2 separate regions of the Gossypium arboreum genome follow, and region 1 is linked to region 2. A link is a contact called in public Hi-C data. All regions are on one chromosome and are shown on one strand. Each heading gives the region's core, a stretch centred on a gene start, on an enhancer-like site or on the middle of the called end of the contact. The rest is flanking DNA. Distances are from core to core; before and after follow the strand shown. Region 1 holds the start of LOC108470178. Region 2 holds the start of LOC108455899 (tubby-like F-box protein 3).

The links. A called contact is a pair of places that touch in the nucleus more often than the background predicts.
Region 1: a Hi-C map of leaf shows a contact between it and region 2, with 4 times the contacts expected there. The contact joins the promoter of LOC108470178 here to the promoter of LOC108455899 in region 2. A contact is called at or near these places in 2 of 5 Hi-C or Micro-C datasets (both in leaf).

What each region holds. Positions count from the first base shown.
Region 1 is chr10:102,064,482-102,068,766 of ASM2569848v2, forward strand. It overlaps LOC108470178, which reads right to left and starts at 2,675. Exons shown (of 4, transcript XM_017771443.2): 1 at 2,478-2,675; 2 at 2,247-2,384; 3 at 1,778-2,026; 4 at 779-1,552. The coding sequence starts at 2,549. The coding sequence ends at 1,295. LOC108466514 (divinyl chlorophyllide a 8-vinyl-reductase, chloroplastic) reads left to right here and starts at 2,940. Exons shown (of 1, transcript XM_017766883.2): 1 at 2,940-4,285. The coding sequence starts at 3,148.
Region 2 is chr10:101,856,423-101,860,871 of ASM2569848v2, forward strand. It overlaps LOC108455899 (tubby-like F-box protein 3), which reads left to right and starts at 1,806. Exons shown (of 5, transcript XM_017754484.2): 1 at 1,806-2,340; 2 at 3,094-3,181; 3 at 3,364-3,493; 4 at 3,595-3,765; 5 at 3,998-4,449. The coding sequence starts at 2,053. The coding sequence ends at 4,448.

The DNA of each region.
Region 1 (4,285 bases), core at 1,425-3,924, 210 kb after region 2:
AACAAATTAGTGTGTTTTTAGATTTTGTAAACCATTAATGACAATCTTGTGAAGCAAAATAGTGTTTAGACCCCCAAAGAGCAACGAATAAATTAAGGAGACAAATTTAAAATATTAAAGATGAGTTGGGGCTACGTTCCAAGAAACCGACTTCAATAATAAACTATTCCATGTAAAGTTGACTTTGCAGATCCCAAGATTCTTCTATATCTTTTATATGTTTCATCTCAATCATAATGTTAAACTCACAAACAGACAAGATTTGAGCTTTAACCAGCGAAGTTCACTTCCAATGGGGAAATTTTGTTGCATGGAATCTGATGATGGTGGTGGCTTAGATTTCACTGGTCTTCTCATTGTTTTAGTCATAGCCGTAGCTCTCATGGCAGTCTGCCTGCAGCAACCGCGACCTACCGGTTATACTGTGTACCGTTACCGTTGAAAAGCTTCGGTTCGAGCTCCATTGTCTCTTTTTACTGTGCCCCATTGCAGGTAAGGTCTTGGAGGCAGCATTTGTATGAACTTGAAGCTCTTTTTGCCTATTGTATTTCATAAAAACATGCTGTTGGGTTGAATTTTTTTGTATTTTCTTCAGATTTTAGGTGTTCTTTTTTAACAATCTGAATTGTGGTTTGAAATCTGATAAATTGTTGTTTCATGTTCTTGTCTCTATCAATCAAACACGAGTCCGAGTAACCTAAGCTTATAATATTGAATTCCAAGAGTGTGGAGGCTAGTAAAAGATCAAATAATTGCAAATAAAATTGATAAAAGAAAGTTATATATTAGTCTGCAATAGATCTATATAAATATTAACTTACATAAACATTGTACATCTGCAGATCATTTATTCATAGTTTTCCCTGTAAAAATACCATGAAGTTCCTATACCAAGTGTCAGATTACATTTTGACCCCTCTACACAAAAAATAAATAAATTAGTCCTTGTACACTATATCAAATAGCAAATTGGTCATTTTTATTAAAATTTTCATTCATTTCTACCGTTAAAAATTGGTATCACTAAAAAATAATCAAAGGGTGACATGCCACTTGTACCTTATACAGTCGTACAAAGACCAATTTTTAACGATAAAATCGATTGAATTTTTAACAGAATCATCAATTTACTTTTTAATCTAACATACAATGATTAATTTATCCATTTTTTGAGTAAAAGGGACAAACTATAATCTGAAAGGGACAAACTATAATCTGACTCTTAGTACAAAGACCTCTATGATTCTTTTACCTTATTCTCCCCATTGTTTAAACTGGTGCTTGCGAGCTTTGATTAGGCCCAGGGATTGCTTCTGGAACTAACAATGGATATCTGAACTTGTAAAACCTCATGAATGGCTCCTCGTTGAAGCACCCCCAGCCCGTCTAAATCGTCTTTTGACGATGCAAGATCTTCTAGAGAGAGACATCGAAAATGGAATTCATCCCGCATACGGAATCCATAGAACCATCTGCCGAGCTTCCACCATTTGATACAAATTTGGCGGTTTTTAATGTTGCTACTCTTGAGCGCTTCCATGACATCCGAAGCCTGCTCGGTATCATTCATAATTTTTTTAGTTCTAACATGTGTAGCATTAACATATCTAGAAATACAGATTCAAAATCTATAGAGAAACCATTATCTAAAAGCAGCCACGCTGGTTTAGCTTTCAGCCGCGCTTGTGACCATCTAAGAACACTAATTCCACGATGTAAACAAAACAAGCATACAAGAAAAAAATGCATGAAAAATACATAAAGCATGAAAAGTTACCGGCACTTTAAGGATGTTAAGGCAGTAATGAAGTCCAACCAGGTTAAGCAAAACATTCAGCTTTGGTTTGAGCAGCAACATTTGAACATCTTTAAACCCGAACCCCATCAATTTCAGGCATTCAATCGCTTTCAGATAGTCGTTGACCTGGATTGATTCGGATTGCAAACAATTTTCTACAAATTTAATAACCGAATCAGCTTGATCCTTCATCTCCTTGTGCTGCTTTATGTAAAATCCCCTCCAACCCTAGCATCATTTTTAATTTTTTTTTCTCAACAATTTTCATATCAATACAAACAATTGAATTTGCCTAACATATTTAATTACATGTATTTACTTCAACACTAATAGTTTCAACTTGAATGATAAACCGCAAAAGAACTCGAAACACCCATTGCAATTAAGCCAAAACCAACAATTCCAAAGCTAAATTACCATAAATAAAACTTAAAAAAAAAAAAAACACCTTGAAGTCGGGGTCTTTCAAGACATCTTCATATAAAAGAGGCCATCTTTGTTTAAATAAGGGTTCCCATAAACAATCGGAGCCCCATAAATCCCTCCACACCCGAGAACAACAACTCAAGCAGGAAAGATCAGTCACCTAAAAACCAGACGACCCGGAAACCATGTTTAGATTCCACCGATACCCAGAAAGAAGAAAAGAAAGGATGGAAATGAAGAGGAAGCAAATTACCGCAAGGGAAGAAGCAATTTTGAGAGCTACATCGTTTGGGATTGAACTGTATGTATAATCAGATTCATTCATGGTTTCTTTGTTATCGGCTAAAACTGAAAAATAAAAATTAATGATTGATAAAATAATTTTATTTTTGGTATGGGAATTTGTTTTCTTCTTCAAGTGAATATTGAAGTTAAGAATCAGATAGTTATACCTATTATTGACTCCTGTAATAACAATATGAATGAAACAGCGTCGTTTCAGCTTTCAACTACAAGATTTGTCCCTGGGCTCAAATGGTCTTTTTGGGCCTAATATTTATAACACTACATATACATATATAAAAAGGCCTTTTCATTTCTTGGCCACAGACAGCCCATTGGGCCCAGGGACTAAGAAAGAAAGTTTGAAAAGTTAAGGGGATGAAATTAATATTTATCACTATCTATGGAGAAAACGAGCAATTCTATATAATTCTTTTATCAGCTGGGGCTATCATCAATGTTATCCACCACCAATCTTCATTAGATTTTTCTTTTAGCTGGAGGAACTTTACTGGCCATGGAAACCTCCAATCTTGTTCATCATTCACCTCAAATGTTCCCACATTTTCTTTCCCTTTCTCTCTTTAATTTTGAGTGACAAAGACCAGTTTCCCCAGATTTCTCTTCTTAGGTAAAAGAAAATGTCACTTTGTTTATCTTTCAATGCCTTCACTGTTCACTCACCAAAGTCCCAAACTCACAAAACACGTTTCAGTTCTCAGTTCATCAATCAAATCCAGGTAAAACCAGCTAGTTTTACTTCAAAATCAATACCCTTTAATGTAGAAAGGTTTAAACTTGTTAAAGCTTTAGCAACAAAGCCTGTTGAAACAGCTGTATCAGCTTCATTTAGAAACAAGAACCCAAAAGACATCAATGTTTTGGTGGTGGGTTCTACTGGTTATATTGGGAAATTTGTGGTGAAAGAGTTGGTCAATAGAGGGTTTAATGTTATAGCCATTGCTAGGGAAAGAAGTGGGATTAGAGGCAAAAACAGCAAGGAAGATACTTTGAGTGATTTAAATGGAGCTAATGTATGTTTCTCTGATGTCACCAATTTCGACATTTTGGAGAATTCTGTGAAAAATTTAGGGTTTCCCATTGATGTTGTTGTCTCTTGTCTTGCTAGCCGTACTGGTGGTGTTAAGGATTCATGGAAAATTGATTACGAAGCTACAAAGAACAGCCTTGTCGCTGGTAAGAAATTTGGGGCTTCACATTTTGTGTTGCTATCTGCCATTTGTGTCCAAAAACCCCTCCTCGAATTCCAGCGAGCTAAGCTGAAATTTGAGGCCGAATTGATGAAAGAAGCCGAAGGAGATGACGGGTTTACTTACAGTATTGTTAGGCCAACTGCATTCTTTAAGAGTTTAGGGGGTCAAGTTGACTTAGTGAAAGATGGAAAGCCTTATGTGATGTTTGGTGATGGCAAATTATGTGCTTGTAAGCCAATTAGTGAACAAGATTTGGCTTCCTTCATTTCAGATTGTGTTTTGAAAGAGGATAAGATTAATCAGATTTTGCCGATAGGCGGTCCGGGGAAGGCATTGACACCACTGGAGCAAGGGGAGATGTTGTTTAAGCTTGTAGGGAAGGAACCAAAGTTCTTGAAAGTGCCTATTGGGATCATGGACTTTGCCATTGGGATTCTCGACTTCCTTGTTAAGATCTTCCCTTCAATGGAAGATGCCGCCGAGTTCGGTAAAATCGGGAGATATTACGCTGCCGAAAGTATGTTGATTTTGGATCCCGAAACCGGAGAATACAGTGCCGAGAAAA
Region 2 (4,449 bases), core at 556-3,055:
TAGATTCAGTATACGAACAAACTAAAACTCGAGGCAACAGGCTCACCCCATATACTTGAACCTATCATTTGCACTCCCCAATCACACTATTTTTAGTTACAGATGAAACATTCTCATTAAAAAAAATAATGGGAAAGCCATTCCATTCCATATGATTTGCATATAACAAAACCACTTAAGCTAAGGAATGAGCCGCCTTGTTGGCACACTGACGAGTCCAGCAGAAGGACAGGTGTTGAAACTGATTCTTTATCAGTAAATAATCACGTAACAACACATCTAGTTTAGAAAAATCAAATGATTGGGGTGAAAAAATCAAAATTACAAGTAGATAATCCGACTTAACTATAAAACTATCGAAGGCCAAAGATTTTAACCTTGACAGGCCTCTCTAATGGCAAAAGTTTTAGCAATGGAAGGACTAAAACGAGCATAAATAAAACTTGAAAAAACTTCAATGTATGGTTTGTAAATTGAAACTAATTAATAATAGCACATGAAATATGTATAACATTAAAATAAAAAGTTAGATTAAATTGTGAGTAAAATAAAATTTAAAGACAAAAATACATCAAGTTAAAAATTAAAAATTGTTTTAGTTCAAATGGTAAAAATCAAAGTTTTATATGTATAATCATTTGGTTTAAACCTCATTATGGATAATTTTTATTTTCTATAAATAAATTTTGCATGTTAAAAATAAAAATGTATAAAATAAATTAAAATAAACTTTGATTTGAGTAGTAAATTTAAGATTTTATTAATTCGGTATGGGTTCAAATCCCACCATATACATATTTTATTGATTTTTGTTAAAAATAAAAAGACTAAAATACCCTCGAATAATATATTTTTATCAACGAATAATATAACTTAATTTAATCATAGAAAAACATTTTGTAATTTTCCTAATCGAGTTGGTGCCAGTTGACTCATGATACTAACTCATTAAAAAGTTTAAATAGAAATATAGATATACAATTGACGAAAAAAATAAATTGTACATATTAAAATAAAATTTGGTTAAATGGTAAATTTAATATTTGACTAATTCAATTGGTGTAGGTTCTAATCCCAATATATGCAATTTTTATTGATTTTTGTTAAAATAAAAAGATTAAAATACCCTCAAATTATAAATAATTAAGGATAGACATTTCTATAATTTCTCTAACGAGTTGGTGCCAATTAACTCGTATCACCAATTCAATTATTAAATAATAGTATAGATAGATAGATAGATTTAATTGCACTAACCTATTACACCCAACCAAAACATGCACCGATTAGTATATGAACAATATTAAAAATGTAAAATTTCTAACTTTTTACTATTATTTTAAAAATTATCGATAAATTCAAAATGATATAACAAATTAATTAGGGTGAGTTTGGATAGACAATATGTTTACCTGCGATTAATGTAAAAATAGCAGTGACTGTGAGATTAGATACTATAACGATACTATAGCATGAGACAAAAAGTAAGCTAAATACACCATACCATACCACACCCAATCAACCATCCAAACCTACCCATACTATTTATACATACCAATTCTAATAAGAAAACAATGCATCTACTAATACAAATTTTTTATGAACCAATAAATAATTTTAATTACAAATTAAGATTTATGAACCAATAAAAAATTAATTTAATATTTGTAAATAAATCATGCAATTTATTATAATTAAGTCTTTACTCAACAAAAATAAATTTATGCATTATAAACAACTTTTCTTAAAAAAATAATAACAAAAAAGAAGATAAAAGGGACATGTTTTTAATATTAGAAAAAGTTGAAAGTGGGAAAGGTGCAAACTTTTCCCCATAAAAACCGTCTAAAGTTTACACCAAATAAGTCTTCTTTAATTTTGCTCAAAACGCTGAACACTTGAAAAAGTTGGAAATTTCCATTTCCATTTCCCTATCCAAATCTCCATCTCTTTCCTCAATATATTCCTCCAAAAAACCAACCAATTTTCATGCAAAAACACAGTAAACCAAATTCCCACTAAAAGAAAAAATCTCCAGTTAAGTGCTTATTGATGGCGATAAAGTGCATTGCCAGGTTAAGGTCACGCCGGGTGGTTCAAGACCAACTGCAAACTCCCAATGAAGTGGAGGCTGAGGGTGGTTGCTGTTGGGCTAACCTGCCTCAAGAATTATTATGGGAAGTTCTTTTAAGGATTGAAGAATCCGAAAGTATTTGGCCTCAAAGGAAACATGTGGTGGCTTGTGCTGGTGTTTGCAGGAGTTGGAGGTTTATTATTCAACAGATTGTTAAACTTCCTCAACTTTCTGGGAAATTGACTTTCCCCATCTCTGTTAAACAGGTTCGGTTCCTAGTTTCTTATTTTCTGGGTATTTTTATTTTCATTCAAGGGTTGGAAAGGTGGTCTCTTCCCATGTTTTCTGAGGATTTTATCTTCTTGGGAATCTTGAATTGAAAATTGTGTGCCTGTTGATCTGATTTTTGGAGATACGAAGGTCCCAATGGATATGCCTTTGAGTTCCATAGATTAGGAAACTTGACTAAGGATCTTGTCCATTTGCTTATAGAGATGTAAGTTTTGGTGAGTTTTTTTTTCTTTTTTTGGGGGGGGAGGGGGGGGTGAGATTTGGATCTAGCATGTGTTTTGAACCATTTGTGTCTACCATGTATTCGACCACTAGACAAGGCAAGTTCACATTATCAGTAAAGTGTTTTGGGACCATCATGGTTCTCTCTAATCATTGTTTCCTTTATGCAATAGCTTAATAGATAGACTTCCACTTGAAGAGTGGTTCAAGTTTTGGGACCACTTTTAGCTTTTTCAACTAGTGTTGAGCTAACACTAATCATTAGCTAGCTGCCACCACTATCCCCATGTCTGCAAGCAAGCTCCTTTCTTCAACTACTATTATACTCTTTACATTCGGTTAAAAGCTATGGAATTATATTGCTCGGATTGAGGTGCGAGTGTTAAGTGTATGCCCCCGAAACCGTGTCAAGTTATGTGTTGTATATAGAAGCTAAGTAGCTTTAGTTTGTGTTTCTATTTATCGATTTATTTCGAATTTCATTAACTTACGAATCTAATTTGCAGCCTGGTCCAAAGGATTCTCTCCTACAGTGCTTCATAAAGAGAAACCGATCTACCCAAACATATTACCTTTACCTTGGTTTAACTAATTGTGAGTTTTTCTTCTTCTTTTACATTGTTTTTATGGTTATTCTGCCTGTTCCATCTTAGTTATGAATGTCTTCCAGTGCAATTCATTCCATTCGATCACTAGATCGGATAACGGACTGGTATCTTCATAAATTTTCCTTCTCAAGTTGTAACACTTTGGGATTTTTCATTTCATTACAGCAGCGCTATCCGATGGCGGGAAGTTCCTTCTTGCTGCTCGCAAGTGTAGACGTCCGACCTGCACAGATTATATCATCTCTTTACTGGCCGAGGATTTCTCGAAGGGGACAAATACTTATGCTGGGAGATTAAGGTGAGCAGTGAGATGTATAACCAACAAAATTGTATAGATTTGGTTGTTCCGTTTGCCTTGTCTTGCAATTCTCAACTCTTATGTCTTTTCCTTTTGGGAAGATCAAATTTTTTAGGGACCAAGTTCACTGTCTTTGATGGACAGTCTCCTCAAGCTGGTGCAAAGATGGGTAAAAGTAGGTCCTCTAGGCTAGCAAATTTGAGACAAGTTTCACCTTCTAGCAACTACCCCATGGCTCACATTTCATATGAATTGAATATGTTAGGTTCAAGGTAAGAGTTTGCCATTATTTTGCGTAAGGTTTTGGTAATTTCATAAGCAAGCCAATAATTGATCCATCATTATTGATTAGCTCATGCATTAAATCCCTTTTCTGTTCACTTTTTCATACAAGTCTATGTTCCTAAAGCCAGTATGACCCATATCTGAATACGTGTGCATTAAGAAAAATGAAGAATCCAAACAACATAAAGACCAACATTAATGTATTTTAATGACTTCTAGGGGCCCAAGGAGAATGCAGTGTAATATGAACACCATCCCAGCAACTTCAATAGCACCAGGAGGATTAGACCCCACCACCCAAGCTGAGTTGAACCCATATCAATCAACCCCAACTAGCTTTCTTTCGAAATCTGCTAGCATGGAGAATTCTGTATCTGATCAAAAGAATGGTGGACTAGTGTTGATAAATAAGGCTCCAAGGTGGCATGAGCAACTCCAGTGTTGGTGCTTGAACTTCCATGGACGAGTCACGATTGCTTCAGTGAAAAACTTTCAATTGGTGGCTTCACCAGAGAACGGACCGGCAGGGCCAGAACATGAGAAGATCATCCTCCAATTTGGTAAAGTGGGGAAGGATTTATTTACCATGGATTATCGGTATCCGATCTCGGTATTCCAAGCCTTTGCTATCTGCCTCAGCAGCTTTGAGACTAGAATTGCTTGTGAATAAA